Linked DNA regions of Sus scrofa: region 1 is linked to region 2. Evidence: chromatin contacts called from public Hi-C data. All regions are on one chromosome and are shown on one strand. The core of a region is the stretch at or near the end of the contact, and the rest is flanking DNA. Distances in the headings are between cores, read along the strand shown.

What was found. Hi-C and Micro-C count contacts between places; a contact is called where the count stands out from the background.
Region 1: a contact with region 2 is called in a Hi-C map of embryonic fibroblasts, with 4 times the contacts expected there. A contact is called at or near these places in 5 of 47 Hi-C or Micro-C datasets (alveolar macrophages, embryonic fibroblasts and heart right ventricle).

Annotation. Positions count from the first base shown.
Region 1 is chr3:53,405,793-53,412,113 of Sscrofa11.1, reverse strand. NPAS2 (neuronal PAS domain-containing protein 2) reads left to right here. Exons shown (of 21, transcript XM_021087167.1): 2 at 5,363-5,416. The coding sequence starts at 5,385. Among named protein-coding and RNA genes, the nearest start is that of NPAS2, 81 kb to the left of the region's middle.
Region 2 is chr3:53,318,941-53,325,217 of Sscrofa11.1, reverse strand. NPAS2 (neuronal PAS domain-containing protein 2) reads left to right here. Exons shown (of 21, transcript XM_021087167.1): 13 at 1,704-1,845; 14 at 2,333-2,433; 15 at 4,675-4,764. Among named protein-coding and RNA genes, the nearest start is that of RPL31, 27 kb to the right of the region's middle.

The sequences.
Region 1 (6,321 bases), core at 2,799-5,298, 87 kb before region 2:
ACTTAATAACGTCTCAGTATTGGTTCACGAATTGTGACAAATGCACCACATGAGCTTAAGGTATTTATACTAAGAGAAACCCGGCACAGGGTGTGTGGGAACTCTCCACACTGCCTTCCCATGTTCTCTAGAGCTAAAATTGTTCTAAAATATAACGTTTATTTTGAAACAAGTTCGTCCTATGTATTTGAACTTTAAGGATACCCTGTCGATAAATGGATCTGAACAGAGATTCTATAAATGCACACACGTATGGGATCACACAAGATATTTGATGAAGTGCCAGTGCAATTGAATTGAAAAAGAAATGTCTTCCCGAAAAGTGATTCTGGAGCAACTGAGTATATATACAAATGGGCGGAAAAAAATATATACAAATGGCCACTCTCTTACACTACATGTAAAATTTAATTTTCATCGGAGTGAACATCTAAACATGAAAAAGCTAAAATGATAAAGCTTCAGGAAGAAAACATAGGATAATTTTTCACAACACTAAGGTGGACACAGACTTCTTAGGACACAAAATGTCACTAGCCATGAAATAAAAAATATATAAATGACACTTTATCAAAATCACAAACAGTTTATCAAAAGATACCATCAGGAAAGTGAAAAGACCAGCCACAGGCTGGAAGAAAATGTTCACCGTACGTATATCCGGCAAAGTACTTATAACCAGAAGAGAGAAACTTCTGCAGGTCAGTGTGATGAAGACAGCCCCATTAAAAAAAAAAAAAAGAAAAGAAAAAGACTTGTAGGCAAAACACTTTAACAGATACTTAACATTGTGGCTCAGCAGTAACAAGCCCGGCTAGGATCCATGAGGTTGAGGGTTCCATCCGTGGCCTTGCTCAGTGGGTTAAGGATCCGGCATTGCCATGAGCTGTGATGTAGGTCACAGATGCGGCTTGGATCCCCTGCTGCTCTGGCTCTGGCGTAGGCCTGCAGCTGCAGCTCCGATTGGACCCCTAGCCTGGGAACTTCCATATGCTGCGGGTGTGACCCTAAAGAGACCAAAAAGGAAAAAAAAGAAGAAGCTGTCTAGATGGCCAATAATTCCATGAAAAGATGCTCAACATCATTACCTATCAGGGAAATGCAAAGTCAAATCCTAATGAGATCTCACAACACACCCCCTAGAATGACTAAGAAGATGACATAGCAGAAGTATTGGGTGAAAATGTGGAGCCCCTGGAACTTTCGTGTGCTACTGGTACAGATGGAAAATTGTACCGTCACTTGGGGAAAGCGCTGGATGGTTACTGTTACAGTAAACCTATGACTGTTCCGTGATCCAGGAGAGACACTCTTAGATGTGTATACTCAAGACAGTGAGTGCTTATTTCCACCAGAACACTTGGATACGACTTACCCCAGGTGATGTTAGTTTGAACCTTAGGTGAAGGTGGTGTCTTCCAACCTTCTCCACTTATAAAGTTACTCTTTTTCTTTTGTAATTAATAACTGCCTTGAGGGAGATACTCTGAACTATGCAAATAACCCGATTCTCCTCAAACGTTTGCCCCTGAATTTCAACAGCCCTCAGTAGGTCTTGTCGTGAGGATCTACTCACGGTACTCTTTGAGTCCCCTTATTCTGTCTATGTTTGTTAATTACAATTCTTGTTCTGTAAGGGGAACCTGACCCCTCTTCCATTTACTTATTCGTTTCATTGTTGATTTGGCCCAGTGTGGACACATATTTAGTGGGCTCCGTGGGTTATGATCTCTCAGGATTGATGGTGTTGCTTTAGTAGTTCCAGGCTCTCTTTTCCTCAGCCTCTCATCATTAGCACTGGTGATAATTTCTTGAGCATGTAGTTATGAGATGCAAATGCCTACACTTGACACATGGGGTGATGTAACAAGGCGTAAAAAGACTCTAAATAGTTTGTGTTCCAGAAAAAGCCAAGAAACCCAGAGCTGAGATAGCCCCTAAGAAACAAAAGGCACTGGCTGTTCTGAGTACCCTCCTTGTACCCCTTCACCCTTCTCTGTCCCAGAGGCTCCCCTGTTGATGACACAAGTAGGTCACCCCTCACAAGCGGGGTGGGGGTGGGGGTCAGGGTGGGCAGAGAGGGAGGCAAGGTATTTATTCCCTCCATCCCTTCCTTACAAGACTTCTGCAGGCTGGCTGCATCCCTCCACCTCCCCCATGTGACACTCCTCCCAGGTCCTTTTTTCTCTTGTCCCTTGACCCCTAGAGCTGTTAACAGTTCTGCGGACCCCAGCCCTACACCATCTCTCTTGGTCTCCCCACCTGTCCCTTTATACACACAGCCCCCTTGCCATTAAGTCCTGTTTCCTGTTGGGACCCTGACTAATACACTCGGTACCTGCCCAGCCCACCTGCCTCGTATGGCTAATTTGGAGCAAAGGTTCCAGTTTTCCTCCTCTGTTCACTCTGAAGGTTCATCACGTCAACAGTCATTTTCTCAGCTCCAAACAGAATCCCCTCTGCCTTCATTTCAGCTCACTTTCCATTCCCTGGTTCTCTGTGGTCATAAATAAAACTGCAGTTCAAAGTCCTTTTTCATTGGAAACTCTCTGTATGATTCAGACAAGTATCTGTCACCCCTTAAACTTCTCTATTGTTCCTCTGGCCTGACTACCTACTGCCTTTCCTCCTCTTTTCCTCTTCCTTGTGTGCCTTGGGCTCCTTCCAGCTCCTCCATATCCTGAAGTGACTCAAAAATACAAGGAAGGAGGTACCCCCATGTTCATAGCAGTGCTCCTCGCAGGAGTCAAACGGGGGAAGCGACCCAGAGTCTAGATGCCTATGGATGATGGATAAACAAAAGGTGGTCCATAGGTACCCTGGAGCATGACTCAGCCTTACAAAGGGCGGGAGTTCGGATACAGGCTAAGTCATCATGACCTTGGAGGACATTACGCTAAGTGTGATAAGCCCTGGATGATTGCGGGCTCTAGAGTCATCAGAATCTAGAGACAGAAAGTAGAAGGGTGCTTGTCAGGGACTCAGGCAGGGGGAATGGGGAATCAGTGGTTAATGAGAACAGAACTTCAGTCTTGCAAGATGCAAAGAATTGTGGAGATGGGTGGGAATGGTGGTTGCACAGTAATATGAATGTATTCAATGCCACTGAACTATAGACTTTTTTTTTTTTTTTTAACAGGTAGAAAAATACTCTTTATTTATTTATTTTTTGTCTTTTGTCATTGTTGTTGCTATTTCTTGGGCCGCTCCCGCGGCATATGGAGATTCCCAGGCTAGGGGTTGAATCGGAGCTGTAGCCACCGGCCTACGCCAGAGCCACAGCAACGTGGGATCCGAGCCGCGTCTGCAACCTACACCACAGCTCAGGGCAACGCTGGATCGTTAACCCACTGAGCAAGGGCAGGGACCGAACCCGCCACCTCATGTGAACTATAGACTTAACAGTGGTAAATTGTACCTTTGGTGTACTTCATTGTTTTTTTTTTTAATAAAAAAAATAAGCAAACATGAGACAGACCTGGGAGACAACAACAGCAGATGTGACAAACCGCAGATTAGGACATGGATGCAGAGCTTCCAGGGCGAGTGCTCCTGGAGATCGAAGCTCAGGGGCCTTTTTCTCCCAACAAGTGGAGCAGAGCATCTTAGCCTGGGGTCAAGTGGCAGTAAATGGGAGGGATGGGAGAGAAGAGGACGTGGGTGTGGACCATCAGGGCTTCAAGAATTCAGGAAGGGTTTAAGGACAAAGAGAGCGAAATCGGAAATGATGTGGTTGATAAGGAATAGCTATTAGTCATCTGTAACTGTTTGGGGTATGACGCAGCAGCTCCAAGCATCCTAACGGGGTCCCAGATCCTCCACAAAGCAGGCCAAAGCCCAAATCCTCCCGTAAAGTGCTCTGCCAGGGGCACCTGGTGAAAGGCGTGGCTTTCCCCCTTTTCCGTGGCTGGATCCTGGCTCGTGCCCTCCTCCACCCACAGGCAGCCACCACTTTGCCTCTTTGCTTGGAGCGCAGACCTGGGGTAGCCCATCGTTCCACGCATGCACCCCGTTGTTCACATCTTTGAGCTTTCACCAGATTCCATCTGGAAAACATTAGGCAGATGCCTGTCTGCAGATGTGCTAACCCCGTTTTAACTATGACCCAAGCCTCGACTGCTCAGTGGCGACTCTTGCAAAACTCTTGCTCAGTTATGCCTGCTATTTAACAAATGGGGGTTAAACATAAACAGGGGCTGTGGCTGCAAAATTCCTCCTCCTCTCTGGCTCAGACTCATGCCTGGGCAGACCAAAACCACCAAACTGAGTTATCTTGGAGAAAAGATTCCTTTACCGGTAAAAAAAAAAAAAAAAAAAAAAAAAAAAAACCGTTACCTGGAATGTGGACTTTGGGAGTAAACTTAGGCGTGTTTGGTGATTTTGGGATTCTGATGTCAGACCCCCGTTTTGGGAACAGAAGTGTGTGGTCCATGGTGACTCAGTTTCTCCAGGGTCCCCAAGCTTATCTTCTTCATCACACTGTGCCTCTGGGATCAACTTGGGGCTCTGGGACACCCTGAAAGTCTTTCTGCATGGAGGCCTGAGGAGGCAGATGTGTGAAGAAAAACAAATCAGGGATATGGCTCTAAGGGGTGAGGGAGCCCCCCCGCCCCCAAGCCTGCGTGAGCTAAAGGACACCAGGTCAGTGGACCTGAAAAGAAGCTTTGAGCCAGTGTCCCAGGAGGGTAGAGGCCCAGACCACAAGGTAGTTCTCTGAGGAGCTGGGGCTGCAAAGACGTCTGATTGTTACTCCGTTTTTCACATCTGTGTGTCTTGACTGTCTAGGGGGTACACGTGCCTTAAAGAAAGCACAGCCATCCTGCTTCTCTGGGGTCCCGATCCCTCCAGGCTGCATCAGAGGAGTTTGTGCATTTGAATGAGCAGATGCACAGACACATGCTCTCCCTCTAGAATGTCCTGGGCAGCTTGCAGGTTCAAGGTTTGAAACAAACAGATGCTTTGTTGAGCGGGATCTGGAAAGCCATTCTCAAAGTGTGACCTAGGGACCCCCGGGGGGTTCTGCGAGGTCATAAGAGTTTTCCGAATATTAACCCACCATGGGCCTATTTCCTCCCATGTGTATATGGTGAACTTTCTCAGAAGCTCTTTGAGATCTTTCCACTCCATCTCTCTGATGCCTAGTGGAATATTGTATATTTAAGAGTTCTCTGTTTTTACCCACCTGCAGAAGAGCTCTTCAGCGTCATCTGTACTTTTTGAGGGTGAGAGGGTTGCTGGAACCAGGAGGTTTGAGGACTGTGGATTAAGGCATGTGATTTAGATCAGACCAAACCGAGGACGGCCAGGAAGACCTATAAGAATGGTTGAGAATCAGACTGTAATCGAATGTTCTTTTTTGCAGGAAAAACTGCAGAGGAAATCTCATGGATGAAGATGAGAAAGACAGAGCAAAGAGGTAAGGAATTGTGTCCTCCCCGTCCCACAGGGGCATGTGGTCCCACCATCTGAACCATGCTTGTCCTCACCGCACAGGTGAGAGCCCAGCCAGCCAGGCAGCTGGGGACCAGACCCTTCCTGAGATGCAGCTGCATCCTGCTAAACCTGCTCAGACCAGCAGCTTCGGTTTTGTTCCTTACCCTGGAATAACTTGTTGTCTAGGACTTCCCAAGTGGTTTCTATTTTTCCCATGTCCATGTGCTCACCCTGTTGAGCCAGGTCTCCTTTCAGAGGCCTCTGGTTACTGCATTTCCAGGACAGACACTGCTTGGCAAGGCAGCCTGATTGGAGCCAGGCCACCCTGGGTTCCAATCCTGGCTCTGCCTCTGGGGAGCTGTCTGGCTCTGGACAATAATTGGAATAATCATTAGCACTCACTGAGCGTGTAATAATCATCCTCGTCAGCGAAGCACTTCTGTATACATTACGTCAGCCGCCTCGGCAGGAGATGCAAGTCTCACAGCCGCTTTACACTGCTGTCGGGTTGACCAGAAGTCCTAGCTTGGTCAGAAATACTAGCTCTGGGAGTTGCCGTCATGGTGCGATGGAAACGAACCTAACTAGTATCCATGAGGATTTGGGTTCGATCCCTGGCCTCTCTCAGTGGGTTAAGGATCTGGCATTGTCATGAGCTGTGGTGTAGGTGGCAGATGAGGCTCGGATCCGGTGTGGCTGTAGCTGTGGTGTAGGCTGGTGGTTACAGCTCCAATTCAACCCCTCGTGTGAGAACCTCCATACACCACAGGTGTGGCCCTAAAAAGACCAAAAAAAAAAAAGAAAGAAAGAAATACTAGCTTTGGCATGTCAGAGAGCTGTTATAACCTTGTCTAGTCTTATTCCTTCACTGGACATTCTTGACTATCA
Region 2 (6,277 bases), core at 2,713-5,212:
AGGAACTGAGATGGGAAGAGGGAGAAATGCCCTTTAAAGACCAGAGAGCAGTCACATCTTTTCTGAGCCTCCCCAGCTGGCAGGCTGCATGGTGATGGGTTATACGGTGATTCATTACCAGCAAGCACGAAGATACAGCACCCCTGTCATTGTTTATGGGCGTGTTTATTGCCCAGCTCCGTCACGCAGTGCATCAGGCATCATGTCCAAGAATGGAATTAAGCTGTTACTAGTCAGGTGTTAGACACACCGTACATCACAGCTGAAAAATAGGCCGGGTGGGTATCAGTCAGAAATGCACTGTCGAGGTTTCCGATCCTCTGGGAATAATAGAGCCCAGTGGAACATCTCATAAACTCGCACATATGTATAAACACACATATATGATCTCAGGCTGCCAGATTAAGAAGCCCCTTTTAAAGCAAAAGCTCCCAGGACCATGCTCTTGAAACTATCAGTGGTAATGGACCGTTTGGTTTTTCAATTTCAAATCTGTCCCTGATGGATGCTTTGTAAATTGCAAACCCCACTGCTTGGATGTGAAGTGAAGGCAAACGCTGTAGCAGTTTGTGAGTGCTTATTGTTCTCACTTCCTGTCCTCGCTCCTCTGCTGACCAGGAGCACGCAATTTGCCAGCAGCCATGGGCCAGGGACCCCATTCTGAGGGGTGTAACCTGGGGGCGGCTCTGTGATGAAGCAGCAAGGTCTCAAAATTGCCACTGAGCAGCAAGGCCAGGCACAGCCTGTGGTTCTGTTTTGCACAAAGGCTGATAGTTCTTGAAACATTTCAGCCCTCAGGCACACACAGTGGCGCCCCCTCACTGGTAGATTCACACACAGGGATTTAAGACCTGAGCCTAGGGGACTGGACCAGCCTGTCCAAGCAGCCGGAGAATCTTGCTGCCCTCTGTGACCAGGTAGGAGCCTGGCTCCGGAGAGTATTCACCATGTTTCTTCTTTGGCTTAAAAACCATTGTAATCATTTCCTTGGGTTTCTGACACCTAAGCCTTGCAGGAAGGAAAGATGGTTCCTTGGGGTTGGAAACCCGCAGCTGCTTTCTTATCACTCTAAGCTTGAGGCAGAGGCATCCTGGGGACCAGCATCAGTCAGGATCCAGAGGACTAGGATAGGAGAACATTGGCCCTTTGCCTGGTCTCCACTCTGGGATAGCAGACTGTTGGCCATTTCTTTACCTGTTCTCTGCTCTGGGCCCTGAGGTTGCAGAGGAAGAGAAGTGGGGAGCCATTGACCAGAAGTGTCCAAAGGCATTTGTTTCACTGGAGCAGTAATAATGCAGTGCCACCTGCAACCTTGTTTCTAGAACCTGTCTCTCCCCCTACTTCTGGAAAAGTGAGGATTCTGGGCACAAAGTGACAATTTTAAGGAAAAAAGAAAATGCCAAGACAATTATGAAAATAAAAAATTTCAAAATACAAGTCAAGAAAGTGTAATCAAGACAGTTTACAGGCTGCCAGCTCCTCAAAGATGCTAGGTTCCGTATTTGTATCAATAGTTCACCCGAATGTGTTTGGAATATCTCTAAACAGCTACAGTATTTCTCTCAACACCTTCCAAAGTTTTCTGCACATTTAGGAGATAACTAAAGTAACATGATTCATGGCCATGATCTTGATGCTGAAATATGGACTCTGTGCATGTGTGTGTATGTGCTTGTATGCACGTGTGCACATGTGTGTTTCAGGACAAGGGCTCCAGCCTGGAACCTCAGCAGCACTTTAATGCACTCGATGTGGGCACCGCGGGCCTTAACACCAGCCACTCACCATCGGCATCCTCAAGAAGTTCCCACAAATCCTCGCGCACAGCCATGTCGGAGCCCCCCTGTGAGTGTGATTCTGCCAGAACGATGGGGGGTGGTGTATAGAGTCCCACGAGGGCTCCACCCACAAGAGAAGCAGGGTGGTCCTGCCACAAAGCAGAGGTTGCCATCAGGTACCAACTCCTTGCCTCCCTGCCTCCCACCCCCGCTGGCTTCCTGACTCCCACCTCCCCACACTCTGGTTCCTCCATGGCTACATGAAGGTGACACAGACAGGTGATAGGCAGACCTGGTGGTGGTGTGATCAAGCAGGTGGCTGAACCCTATGGTGATGCTCTGGGGATGCTCTGCTGTCATCTGCCTGCTCCCAAGTGAGGTTGGAGGCTGGCAGGACATTTGTGCTTCTCAGAACCACCTCCATCCCTGCTGGGTTCCCTTCATCAGATTCCAGTCAGGCCCTTGTTTCGTGCACAGTGTGGTCATTGTCCTCTTTTGATAGGAAAGCTGCTGAGTGTATGCAAGCTGGAAAGGTAACTGTTGCCTTTTTGCAGCCACCCCGAGCAAGCTGAGGTCGGACACCAGCACCACGGCTTTGCCACGATCAGCCCCAGAGCTCCCCGGACCAGGGCTCAACCAGGCAGCCCCCATGCCGGTACGTGTATGACCTTGAACTTTTCAAGGCCGCAGGACTGTGCTGCATCTTCCCAGAAAAGCAACTGTTACCTAGAGAGTATGGACAGCAGACAGGGATGGGAGGCTAAGTAGTTTAAGAGGTAACTAATTTGAAATATTTTTATTCCAAATTCACATGGTTGTATAGTGCAAAATCCAAAGGCGTTTTAAAGAGAAAGCTCAAAACCTCAAACCTGGGGACACATGATTAAGAGCCTCTGGTTTGGGATCCCATTTCCCTCCAGTGAAAATGTTTGAGAGGATTGGTGTCAACAACAGTGTCCCTGTGCACAGATCAGATTGTGTCCCTGACATATGCCAGCCTCTCCAGAACAGCCAGGAGCGAGCAGGCTCCTAGAAAGTCCCCAGGCTGCGTGCAAAATCACGGATGAAAGATAACTTCTGTTAGCCATCACCATGGAATAAACCACACCAAACTCAGTGGCAAAAAAAAGCAAGGGCCATCTTCCAGGTTCTCAGCTTTAGGGGCAAGAATTCAGCAAGGGCCAGGTGCCGGTGACTCATCCCTGCTGCCTGGTGTCAGAGGCCTCCCCAGCCAGGGCTGGGCATCCACGCCTCCAGTGTCCTCATCCCTAGCTGCAGGCTGGACCCAGCTAACAGCGTCCTCCGCGGGCTGGCATGGGCCTCTCCGGGACTTAGCCTTCTCCACCCTCTGGGTGCCAAGAGGAGACACTTGGAGAGGGCGTTTTCCATGAAAGTCAGGCAGCAGCTGCATGGCTTCCTATGACCTGGCCTTAGAAGTCCCGCAAGGTCACCTCCGTTATACCTCTGGGTCCTGGCAGCCACAAGCTCACCCACAGAGAGGGACACAGACCTCGCTGTCCATGGCAGAAGTGTCCCCAAATTTTAGGGGCCACATCCAGGTAGTGACTAACCACCTCAGATTGATCCCTTGAGGCCATTCTGGAGACGGACGGAAAGTGTCCCCTTCCTTCTTGCCATCACCACAAAAGTCATACACTCCCCGCCGAACAGCTTGGGTGACATGTTCTACTTTCAAACAGAACATGACAAAAACCACTTTCTTTGTCTCCAGCCACCTTCCACCAGGCCTATGAGCTATGACGGTCACTCCTCTGATATTGGCTGTACACCGATTTTTGCTGCTCTGGGTGGCACGATTCTTCCGTCCCTGCTGCGCTGGTTCCTGATGTCATCCTGGGGGTGGCTCTCCACTGGGGCCACTTTGATAGTCCCGAGGGCCTAGGACAGTTGGGGAAAAACTTAAGAAGACTCTTTTGACTCTCAAGAATTTTAAAAGTTTTAAAACTTTTTTAAAAAGGTTTTTTTAGAAGAGGAAAGTTTTAAAAGAGGCTGAGGTTTCTTGTGTCTCCACTTTGTCTCCCCCTCTCCCAGGCCCTGGCCCACCCAAGGGACCAGGGAACGAGGTCTATGACTCAGTTGACCTTCCAAGACCCCCTTTATCAGATTCCAGGCAGAGTCTGGCCAAATTGCTGCAACATTCCCTGCCTGTGTGAGTCAGCAGATAGACACACGTACTGCGGTCTGTCCATCTGCTATAGTGGTCAGTGAAAGGCCACGCAAACCAACACTGGTTATTAGTCCCCATTTTTTCTGTTAGACAACACTGCTAAGAATTTATCGATTTGGGGAGTTCCCGTTGTGGCTCAGCAGGTTAAGAACCCAACTAGTATCCATGAGAATGTGGGTTCAACCCTTGGCCTCGCTCACTGGGTTAAGGATCCAGTGTTGCCGTGAGCTGTGGTGAAAGTCACAGACTCAACTCAGATCCCTCATGGCTGTGGCTGTGGGGTAGGCCGGCAGCTACAGCTCTGATTCAACCCCTGGTCTGGGAACCTCCATATGTCACAGGTACAACCCTAAAAAGGAGAAAAAAAAAAGGAATTTATCAGTTTGGGAGAAGAGTGACCAAATCCACTAAGAATGGAGCCTAAACAGGAGGCAGGAGATGGGGGAGAAGGTATGGAGCTGCGGGAGGCCCCGCATCCTTCACCAGGAGTAGCAGCCTTGACTCTGTGTCCCACAAGGGCAGCAGCGCAGCCTGTGGCCCCACCTTTTCTGGGAAGGATGTACCTTCCAGGAGTGAGCAATCTGCTCTAGGGCAGAGGGGCCTCCTGGAAGCCAGAGGACGCAGCCGGCTGAGAGACAGCGCCCCGTCCGTTCTGTTATGGCCCCAAAGCGGCTGTGTTTGTCAGCAAAGCCCCTCTCTCTTCCCCAGGCTCCCCTGCCTGCCCCATCCTCCTGTGACCTCACACAGCAGCTCCTGCCCCAGACGGTTTTGCAGAGCTCACCTGCCCCCATGGCACAGGTGAGTCTGGAACTCGGGGCGAGGGAAACCCGGGGCAACACTTCCCCAAGACAGGATGGTAGCGTCTCTTGAGGGTGTGGGTGTGCTGGCGCCTACATGCAGGGTCCAGACCAAGGCCCCCAAGTGGGGACTCTTCCTCCCCGTGTGCAGGTGGGGAGCACCGAGCCCCTGCCCCTCCCGCCCTTCTCACCTCCACCCTCCCTCCCGCTTCTCCACTCCAGCATCTGTCTCTCAATCCCTTTAACAGTCTGTCTTCATCTCTCTGTCACTTTTCCATGTTCCTCTCTTTTTTTACGACCCCTAATTGGCCATGACATTTTAGAACAGGCCAAGTGTTAGAGGAATCCGGCCAATTGTTATAAGAAGACTCTGCAAGGATCTAAAAGCCATGTGTCCAGTACTATAAATATCACATTTGGGCTTTTTTAAAATGAAGGCTCAGGGCTTTGCTGAGTAATTCCTTCCTTGTTTCAACAGCATTCAGCGAGTTACTATTTGGGTCAGTCAGTGAGTGCCTGTGAGGGATGCAGAGATCCTCCTAGCACAGTCCTCGCTCTTAGTCTCAGAGTTCAAGGGCACAGTGGGCATGTAAACAGAGAAACCGCCATGGTAGGCATGCGGGAGTTTTTCAGTGGCATGTGGAAGTTCCCAGGCCAGGGATCAACCCCACGCCACAGCAGTGACAATGTCAAGTCCTTAACCTCTAAGCTACCAGAGAACTCCCAGGACAAGTGTTTTTATAGACCTAGTAAAGCATTCTGCCCGGGGAAGTCCAGGGTGGCTTCCTGGAGGAGGTGACACCTGAGCTGGGCCTGGAAGGATGGGTAGGAAGTTACCAGATGGAGAGGTCAGGGGGTCAGCAGGGAAGAGGGACCTGGGTATGTGTTTCAGCAGGGCGTTAGGAAAATTTCTGACAAGCTGAGGGCTGGCCAGAGGCTGCATGAAACAATGGCCATCCAGTCTGTGTCACAACAGGGCAGCTGAGCTGAGCTGACTGGCCAGAGCTCTGATTTCAATCTTTTTATGGAATATCGAGTTTTACCTCCTCTCTGGACACAGGAGTTCCCAGGGGGCAGTTCACTAACACGTGCCCTTGGCCACATTCTTGCCAAAGTGTGGACGTCTGTCTTGGGGCAGATCTGTCACCACTGATGAAAACTCTTTCTGAACATACGTCCCATTAACAGCAACCTCACGAGTTTTTCCGGAATAAGAAAGACGCGTGCTAGCACGTGCTTCTTGCCAGAGTTAGGCGTAAGTAAGGACGTAAAAGCTACCCATCCAGAGTTGACTAATTACAATGAGCTATATTCATCCTCATTAGGAAAAAAAAAAGAACTTTTTTTTTCTCTTCAAATTTCCAAGGCACAGTTGGTATGAAATGAACAAGTTTAATCTAAAGACACATGAAATGAGAATTCCTTCAAGTTTTGGATCCAGAATTGGAAAGAATAACTCTGTTTTATAATAAGTTGAGGTGCAATTAAAGCCCTTTTGGAATTCTAAGTTTTCC